Regions from separate parts of the Xenopus laevis genome. Here region 2 is linked to region 1. A link is a contact called in public Hi-C data. All regions are on one chromosome and are shown on one strand. Each heading gives the region's core, a stretch centred on a gene start, on an enhancer-like site or on the middle of the called end of the contact. The rest is flanking DNA. Distances are from core to core; before and after follow the strand shown. Region 1 holds the start of pold2.L (polymerase (DNA directed), delta 2, accessory subunit L homeolog). Region 2 overlaps dbnl.L (drebrin like L homeolog).

What was found. A called contact is a pair of places that touch in the nucleus more often than the background predicts.
Region 2: a Hi-C map of the XL177 cell line shows a contact between it and region 1, with 4 times the contacts expected there. The contact joins the enhancer-like site here to the promoter of pold2.L in region 1. A contact is called at or near these places in 2 of 4 Hi-C or Micro-C datasets (the XL177 cell line and the XTC cell line).

What each region holds. Positions count from the first base shown.
Region 1 is chr3L:134,588,172-134,593,215 of Xenopus_laevis_v10.1, reverse strand. pold2.L (polymerase (DNA directed), delta 2, accessory subunit L homeolog) reads right to left here and starts at 2,353. Exons shown (of 11, transcript NM_001086632.1): 1 at 2,273-2,353; 2 at 11-239. The coding sequence starts at 230.
Region 2 is chr3L:134,667,409-134,672,452 of Xenopus_laevis_v10.1, reverse strand. dbnl.L (drebrin like L homeolog) reads left to right here. Exons shown (of 13, transcript NM_001086645.1): 13 at 1-1,460. The coding sequence ends at 110. Among protein-coding and RNA genes, the nearest start is that of dbnl.L, 22 kb to the left of the region's middle. Within about 2 kb of position 2,987, at least 1 of the 7 cell types and tissues checked has an H3K27ac peak or open chromatin away from gene starts, as enhancers often do.

The DNA.
Region 1 (5,044 bases), core at 1,104-3,603:
ATATACTTACCCCATCGCTGCTTTGCGCTCTTTATCAAATGCGGGCGCATTTGTTCCAGGCGAGTGGCATATATGTGTGCATACTGCCGAGTAAAGGTGCGTTCTCCCAATCGGAATATGCTTGAGCAGTTGGAGTACTGTGTGTTGGACACTCGTGTAAATGTGGACTGGACCTCAGAAGGGGCTGTAAGAAGGCCAGGCCCCCCAGAAATAGCTAGATCTGTAAACATTATTTCAACCTGGGAGAAAAGGAAAGAGGATTAAGATTTTTTAAAAAAATACCATTTTATACGATAAAGCATGAATGTTTTCTTAATGCAAGTATTAAGTATTATTCCACATCAACTGTCTAAAAGTGACCATACACGGGCTAATGAAGACTGCCTACTTCACCCCTCCAGACTTATTGCCCCGTGTTTGGGGAACTCCCAACATATGACATCTGCATATAACAGGTGCAGTCCACAAATACAGAGTTCCATATTCTCCCATGTTTGGTAAAAAAAAGTCAGATGACAAGCTTTATATCAATGGCAGGCTTCCGATCAATGCATACAATTTACTGTGTCCCTTAAAAGGAGCGTTTACCTTAAAATTAGTATGCTGTAGAGGGTGATATTCTGAGACAATTTGCAATTGGTTTTGGCATTATTTGGAGTTATTTCGTTTTTTATTCAGCAGCTCTCCGGTTGCTATGGTCCAATTTACCCCAGCAACAGTACACTGATTTGGAATATGAAAGAGGGAGAGATATAAGAGAGGGCCTGAATAAAAAGAAGAGTAAGCAATAACAATAAATGTGTAGCCTTACAGAGCATTTATTTTTTAGATGGAGTTATTGACCACTGATCGAAACCTGGAAAGAGTCAGAAGAAAAAGGCTAATAATTAAAAAACTATATAAAAAAAAAGAAAAACTTAAGTCCAATTGAAAAGTCCAGGTCTGGACTGAGAATCAAAACAGGCCCTGGCATTTCAGGTACACAGAGGCCCAAACAGCCACCACCAGTCCATTAAACAGTGAGTGTCTATTAGGGATGCAACGAATCCACTATTTTGGATTCGGCCGAACCGCCTTCGTGAAAGATTCAGCCGAATACCGAACTGAATCCTAATTTGCATATGCAAAAATAATATGAAAAAGGCCGAATCCTGGACCGAATTCTGTGCATCCCTAGTGTCTATGGCACCTTATAGCAACCCCTCTGGCATTTGCCAGAACCCACAGATTGCCAGTCCGGGCCTGGAAAAGTCGCTGAGAATTAGCCATTTTATGATTACTAAAAGTGAAGGGTGAGCAGCGACCCACCCCAATAATTTCAGCAGTAACACCGTGTGGGTTTCATCCCTTGCTGATGTCCTGCCATCTTCATGGAGTTCTTTGTCACACCCTGAGCACATGCAACTGGTCAGGTAGTTTGCTGGCACGTCACTACAGCTTTCAATGAAGCCACCTGTGATGGTGGAAGCAAACAACAATGCACCCCAAAAAGTGCATAATCAGGTCAGGACTGGGAGTCAGAATAGGCCCTGACATACCAAGTACACAGAGGGCCAATTTAAGGCTTTTTAGCAGCTCTCCAGTTTGAAATGTCAGCAATCTGGTTGCTAGGGTGCAAAGGGCCAATTTAAGGCTTTTTAGCAGCTCTCCAGTTTGAAATGTCAGCAATCTGGTTGCTAGGGTGCAAAGTACCCTAGCAACCATGCCTGGATTTGAATAAGAGACAGGAATATGAACAGGAGAGGCCTGAATAGAAAGTTGAGCAATAAAAAGTAGCAATAACAATAAATGTTGCCTTACAGAAAGTTTGTTTTTAAGATGGGGTCAGTGACCCCCATTTCAGAGCTGGAAAGTGGCAGTAAAAGCAGGGAAATAATTAAAAAGCCATTCTATAACATACTACAAGTTGACTTAAAGGTAAACCGGCCCTTTACATAGGCCACACCTGTATTTTGAGCCTGGCAGATGAATTCCTGGGCACAATCAGTTATGGGTCAGGCAGCATTGAGCAGCATTGAGCAGCATTGAGCAGCATTGAGCAGCATTGAGCAGCATTGAGCAGCATTGAGCAGCATTGAGCAGCATTGAGCAGCATTGAGCAGCATTGAGCAGCATTGAGCCCCACTGACAGTGAGGAGAGGCAGAGACATTGAGTGCTCAGTACTACAATGCAGTAGTGCGGACATTACTATTAGCAGCTGCCGCAAGCCGGGGCCTCCCGCACACGTCTCTGTACAACCCATTATATTAATGACATCTCGCCGCCATTTACCTGACACCTACATAACACAGCCCGCACTTCGGATCCCTGTTTAAATTTCCACCTCCTCAGCTCCCGCCGGCGCGCTCTCTCAATTTCCTCACAAGTCTCGCGAGATGAGACTGAGACGTCACCACCTCGCAGTGTATAAGAACAGAGACGCTACAGGTCGGCGCACGCATATTACGCAGATCGAGGCGCTTATGGTGATGCAGCTTGAACTGCTACTGGAACGCGCTGGATACAGCGGGCCGCGGCCATTCGCTCACAACTAGTTTTCTTGTTTTGGATCAAAACAGACAATAAAAATCATTTAATTTTATTTGTGGTGGTTGGGACTGGGAGCAATACCCAGGTCCGAGTCCCAAGTTACCCTGTAATTGCTTTCGCTTCTCGCTACAACTCCTCCTGGCACAATTGCAGCAATTTCGTTGCTAGGGTCTAAATGACCCTGGCAACCATGCACTGATTTGATTTAGAATCCGAAATATGAATAAGAGAGGGCCTGAAGCCTTACAGAGCATTTGACTATTAGTGGGAAATTCACTAAAGGGCGAAGTGACTGTTAGTGAAAATTCGACTAATGTTAGTGAAAATTCGCCAGTGTGACGTCATTTAATCACCGAATTTACTAACGGGCACAGGCGTAAATTCGCTAGCGAAGGAGATAGACTCTAGCGGTACTTTGCACTCTTAACCCCAGATGAATTTTCGCTTTGGCGAATGGACGTAACTATGCAAATTCACTAAGATGCGGATTTTACTGAACATTACCTCTTGCGCCAGACTTGCCTTCGCCACCTCAGACCAGGCGAAGTACAATAGAGTACATAGGACTTCCTCAAAAAAAATAGTTGAAAAATTTCAAAGTCCCAAAAACGCTGGCGACTTTTCAGTTTTTCAGGGTAATAGGCTGCAAAAGATCGTACATTTTTTTAGGGTACCCGGCTTCCCCCCTACATTTCCTAACATATGGCACATAAACTATACACTGGGCTCATGTATAGGGCAATATAACAATTCTATTTATTTTATTAAGGTTCCCTGGGCTTGTGTAGTGTAATGTATTTGCTGCAACATATACGTCCATTGGAAATTTAACTTCCCACCATATGCAAATAAGCCAACGCTAGCGCAACTTTGCTTGCTGAATAAACGATAGGGAAACTTCCGTATTTCCCCACAACCATATGGGACTTAACCTCTATATGCAAATACACAATACAAGATATCCAGGACCATACAGATTATATTAAAAAGCAATATTTATTGTCACCATGCCAAATATCTAAAATCATTTAAAATAAGCAGCGCTGCTTAGGGGGTGGGGATCCCATTTATCCTATTTTGCATATGTTATACAATACAGCACAATGTAAGAAACTGCGTGCACGCTATAGATCAAGACCTCCAATGTATGTGGATTGCAACCAACTGGATAAATCCGTAATTGAGTGTTCATAGGATGAGGAGAGCGACAGTCTTCGCGGCTGTAGTATAGGTAACCATTAAAGTGCTCAATTTGATGGTAGAAAAAGTACTTGTTGGAATCAGTTGTGGGATATCTGATTTAAAACGGCATGTGAGGGCGAAGCCGGTGTGGGGTTAATTCTTTAGTGCCCAGAATGATGCAGTCTTAAATGGTATAAATGTAGGCACTAGAAGAGGGAATATCCTCTATACATATCCAATGGACATTCAGATCCCGGTACTCTGGTGGTATGGCAATCGCTATATGATGGTATTTATCCCACCACTCCGCAGCACGCCACTGTTCAAGATAGAGAAATTACTGACCGTGATGGATCACCTCTCACACCGGCTGCTCATCGCTCCATACTCACATCCGACTCCCGCAGTCACTTGAGCTTCTGATGCGCATCATCCTCAAGACGGAAAACAGGAAACCGCAAATCCCCTCGCAGCGCTGTGCCTCGACAGCTGTTTCGCCGCTACCTGCGGCTTTGTCAAGAGACCGACAAACCGGAAATGACATCCTTTTGAGGGTAAAGTCACATGACTCCAATGGTCATAATTGCCACAACATTGTTGCATAAAGCTTTCAAATGTCACTAGTATCGATGTAGTAACATCGTTGGCGTAATATACAATCTGAGGATATCCTTTAAACCAAAATAAACAGTAATACACAATCAATGCATCCTATATTAAACAAAAAATGAATGAAAATAAAAAAGAAAGAAAAATAAACATATAAAGGTGAGCTTTATTGTGGCACTATTCACATAGCTACTCGCTAGGTTTGTATACCCCTAAGGCATGGTAATAAGATACACAATAGATGAATATCCAATAGGTCCTGGACATATGATCAAAAATTCTCGATTGTAAGTATGTATATATAAATATAAATATTAAATTCCCAAAAATAAATATATTGGAAAAATCAGAAGGAAAAAGGAAAGAAAAAGAAGAGAAGGAAAGTTGATATGTATACAGAATCAGTACAGTTCTAGACAAAAAGTATGGTATAAGATCATCAGAAAGGCCCAAATGGGCAGCCAAATATATATATCATACTAAAGGTCATTCAGCATCCTGTCCTATCATTTATTTACAAAAGCTTGAAAGTTAAGATGGCCATTCAAACCAAATTCAGATTTGTAAGTATGAAGTCTGAAGATCCATGTTGTTTCCAACTGTAATAATTTATTGTCCAAGTCGCCCCCCCTAATGTCCCCATGTAGGCGGTCAATGCCCTGAAAATAGGAACCTGCATGGTGTCCATTGTGCATGCAAGAAATGTGTTTGGCGATTGCTGAT
Region 2 (5,044 bases), core at 1,738-4,237, 79 kb before region 1:
ATGACTTAATAACACAAATTCAGTTTATTGACGAAGGCTGGTGGCGCGGTTTTAGCCCCGCTGGTCACTTTGGAATGTTTCCAGCCAATTATGTCGAGCTACTCGAGTGAGTCCACTGGTGATGAGCACAAGCAATATGGTGGGGAGGGGCTGCAAACGAGAGGTTCTTGTTGCACTAAAACGGTTCTAACACCATAGGCTACAACCACAGGAAAAGCACTTCATGTCTTCACTATCCCAAATGCTTCCCATTAATTTACAAACTCGTGCTCTCTAATACAAGCCACGTGTAGGTATATTATATATATACTATTCTGGGCTTAGTTTAGCTCTAGGGATCTTGCTAAATTCTATTCTTGGTGCTGTGAGAAAGCATTCCTTGATATATGCAGGCAGTTCAGTGTCATTTCCATAGGACTCTGCATTTCCTATTGCTGTGGACCAAAGGGTTCATTAGTCACACCTAGGGTTGCCACTTGGCCTGTAAAAATTATGGTTGATCCTAATGTTATTAATAGGGAAAAGGTGGCAACCCTAGTCACAGCCCAACTTCTCTTTTTGTTCAACCCCATCAGAGTGCAAGCCCCAAGGGCTCCATGCTTGCTTAGTCCCAGCCCAGGCTATGTTACTAGGCCTCTCTGCATAACAGCTACTACCCCTTTGGCTGTTGGCTTCGGAATTTTGACCACCATCTGGTTTAGTGGTTGGTTTAGAGCTGCCCAAGGATTTATTGCTTGTCTAATCACCCAGCCAAAAGCTTTTTTTCCACCAAGGATTCCAATTTGGCAAATCCTAAAGTTCATGGTCAAAGCAGATGTCAACCCAGAAGCCACATAACAAACAATGAGCAGGTAACATTTACTGGTTTATTGTTTATAAGCAAACATCTGGTTGATAGACCTGGGATGAACGTTTGATAACATTATCTCCATATACTCTGCCAGATATGGAACCAGGATGTTTTGTGAACAGAGCCAATCATTGGAATAGAAATTGGGGTTTTATAAGACCGGCAGGTCCTGGCTAAATGTATCTTTACTTGGTTATCATTCCATGAGCTTCTCTTATGAGTGGCAATCTGATATTTTGTTGGGACGATTCTGTGTGTTTCTTTTTCCATTTATCCTCACTTGTTCTCCTGTGCCCGCACCGACCTGCCAGTAAAAGGCAAATTTTGCTTTCCCTACAAACATCCCTGTGTACCCCCAGCAGGATATAACCCCCCTTGCCTGTGCTCCCCTGAATGTGAAATGTGGTGGCCGGTCCATAGAGACCACGCCTCTCCTGTGACTATTAAATGCTGTTTTGGAATCTCTGGGCTTGTAAGATCATGCTAAAGATGATACATAATTCTGTGTCCTGTGAAATTACATAATCATGCTGAAACGTATTTTTTGGCTTATGTTTGTTTTTGTTTTTTTAATCATTAAAATTTGAAATAAAAGACTTTGTAATACGGACTTTATTTTCTTATTTTCGTACAAAAATGGTGAACATTAATAGGTTACTAACCCGTAAGATGGGGCCACAACTCCCTCTATGGCGATGAGAAATTATTGCAGCAACAAGGGTACAATGATAATGGCAGATTAGTAGCCTGTCTATAATTTGTAAAGGCAAGGAACACTATACAAATAAAATAATTGAAAATATAATATAAACCTGGTGCTTCTCTTCTCTGAAAAACACACTGGACTGTGGTTTCTTCTATGTGAGAGTCATTTCGCTAACTTTGATCGGTCTTCCAGGAGTTCCTTGCAATTAGGGATGTACCGAATCAATTTTTTAGATACAGAATACCTAACGGAATCCTAATTTGCATATGCAAATTATGGGTGGGAAGGGGAAACATGTTTTACGTCCTTGTTTTGTGACAAAAACTCATGCGATTTACCTCTCTGCCCCTAATTTGCATATGCTGCTGAAAAAGGCCGAATCCTGGATTCGGTGCATCCCTACTTGCAATAGAGTTCTGCAGTGTGTTGGGTACACGCAAAATACCTGCAAATCTCCCAGAATATGGGTGGAAAAGCCCAGATGTTCTCACTGTGCGGGTGGCCCACAGGTGTACAATGGAGGGAACCGAGGAGGTTGCAGTCAGCTGTAAAACTTAAAAACAAAAAAGACTCAAGCTCCTCAGCGATCTTCCTAATGTGTGATATCACTTCTGGTTCCTGAGCCAGCCTGCCCTGAAATTTTGTGGGCACTTCTGGTTTGCAGAGACCTTCAGCAGGGTGAGAGGCGGGTTTGGGAGAGCAGGTTGGGGTAAGGGAAGATATCACAGCTAGTGCAGGTACATGGGTTGGGTGTGGGTCTACAAAAACCGACCTGTGCAGGACTCTACCTTGCAATTCTCCAAGCAGGCCCGGACTGGTAATCCAGGGCCAGAACTAGGGGTAGGCAGAAGAGGGACATGCCTAGGGCGCAAAGGTAGAAGGGCGCCAGGCACTTACCTCTTCCGATGCCTTCCCCTAGTTCCAGAAGCAGTAGTAGCAGTTTTCCGCTCCCCTGCGCATGCGCACTTGTGCACCCCTGACGCATGCGCACGCGCTTCCTTGGCGCATGCGCACTTGCACCTCCCCGGCGTATGCGCAATTGCGCGTTGCGTCCTCGGCGCATGCGCAAACGGTGGGGGGGCGGAGTAGGCGCTGGGTTGCCTAGGGCAGCCGGCCTTCTTGGCCCGGCACTGTGGTAATCTGTGGGTTCTGGGAAATGCCAGAGGAGCTGCTGTAAATTGCCATAGTCCCTCACTATTAAATGTGTACTTGAAATGCCAGTGACTATTCTGAATCCCAGTCCAGACCTGGCTCCAAGACCAGTGCATGTACAGTAGAATTGCTGGATATCCTGTATTATGCGCAGGGCCACCATTAGAAATCACGCCATTAGAAGGAGCACAAGGGATTGCAGTCTGTACACAGTGTCCCATCAGCTGGAATTCCACAGACAGAAGGAGCAATCTGAATTAAGCACCTCAGGCAGAGAATGAATGGCACAGTTGGGTGTTCTTGGTAGAGCTCTCTCTGTACAGCAGGGCTGTCCAACTAAAGGCCTGTGTGTCAGATGTGACCCTTCAATGTCTTTTTATGGCCCCCTATCTGTGGGCTCGATGGACTGCTTATTGGGCCCTACATAGAAAGAGTTGCACAGGGCTGCTGTAGAGGGTTTGCGACAAGCTGCTTTAGTTAACAAACTCAAAACCTAGAATGTGCACTTACGGGTTTAACTCACCAGACCTACAAGAACATTGTTCTACTCCCTGCACAGCACTTGCATGGTGGCACAGGCTTTTCTCTTCCCTATACAGTGCCTTGCGCAAGAAATCTGCCTCTTCATCTATTCCTGACTACTTATACAGTACAGCATATTTCAAGGGAACTATTGCAAAAATGAAAACTTAATATAAGCTTCAGCATAGAAAACTTTGTAAATACAATCAATTAAATATTCTGCATCAAGTTTATCTTCACTATCCCTCTCACAGCATCTGTTTCTCTTCATTCTGTCTTCATGCAGCAGTTGGGTGTCTGAAATTCATTGGCAGTTAGAGCCAAACAAAATAACTGCATTTTGCACAAATTCTGCATGTAGAGAGACAGGTGATTTTAATAGAGTGAGCTCTTATACATATTCTAGGCAAAAGGAGCCCTCCTATAAGATATATTGGATCTAACTGTCAATGAATATCTGACACCCAATTGCTGCACAAAGAGTGAATGAAGAGAAACAGATGCTGAGAGAGAAATAATGAAAATGAACTTGATTATTTCAGAAACAATACAGATTTTTTTAATAGATTGTATTTAGAAAGTTTCTTATTTTTTAGTTTCAATGAGTAGAAATAAAAATACAGAAAACCACAATTTCGGGTGTAGGATTTAGCAGCAAATTGGTGGAATTCATCAGTGGTCTGAATACGTCAGCAAGGCACTGTGGGATCTAGCAATCTCTTAATAAAAAGAAATATTTCACAGAAATATGCTTGTAACAAATAGACGAATGAGCATGGGGACAGGACGACAACTGTTCTATTTTGGGGGGGTCCTGCAGGGCCGTCATCAGAGGAGGACAGTTGTCCTGGGCCTGGTGGATTTCTAGTTTTAAGGGGGCCCAGGAAAGGAGCCAAAGCAGCCACCAACATGGTGACCTAAGGGGCGGCTGTTGTCAAGAAGAAGAAGACCACCTGCCAAGCTTTAAAGGTAAGTTCCACTGAACACCAATGGTCTTTTTTTAAACCCCTGGATACCAATGTATGTGTGTGTGTTTTTGTTTTTATTTTTTTTTAACAGGGGGCCCTGAACACCAATGTTTTTTTTTTAATGGGGCTCTGACCATAATTTTTTTTTTTTTTTTAACTTGTGGGGGTGCTGGCCACCAATGGGATTTTTTCTTAAACTTTAATGGGGGGCACTGACTAACTTGTAGAGGGGGCCCTGGCCCGCCAATGTTTCTTTTTAAAGTAGTTTTGGGGGGGGGGGGGTCAGCAGTGTTTCTGAGGCAAGAGCCACTTAAATCAGGTTCTTCAATGCCCCCCCTCGATGCACGGGGCCGCAACACTAGTGCAGAGAGAACAATTACGCTCTCTCGCACTATGAAAGCCAAATGTGTCTCTTAAAGGTACCAGGAGCCGTCCCTGGTAACCTGCTCGCTGCTTCCGTCTGAGGCAAGTTTTTTAACTCGCCTCATTGGTGTAGGGCCCCTGGGGTGTCTGCCATTGGGTTTTTTTGGGGGGTCCTAGGGGCAGGGGCCCTACATATTTTGTTGTACGGGCCCTGTGATTTCCGATGGCTCAGGGTTTCTGCATCTCTTCATGTAATTGTACTGTTGTTTTATGTCAATGATATGTAACCTGTACCCCTCCTGAAGCTGTCAAACTATAACTCACAGAATTCCACCAAAAACCTTGGAGTCTTCGAGCCGCTGAGCTGAAGTTCAACAAACACTAGAGTATAGGAGAAAAGCACAAAAGCTTTTAGGGCCTTTACTATGCAGTGAGCATTGCCGCTGAGCACGTTGGTGATGGGAGTATTTACTTTATATTCCT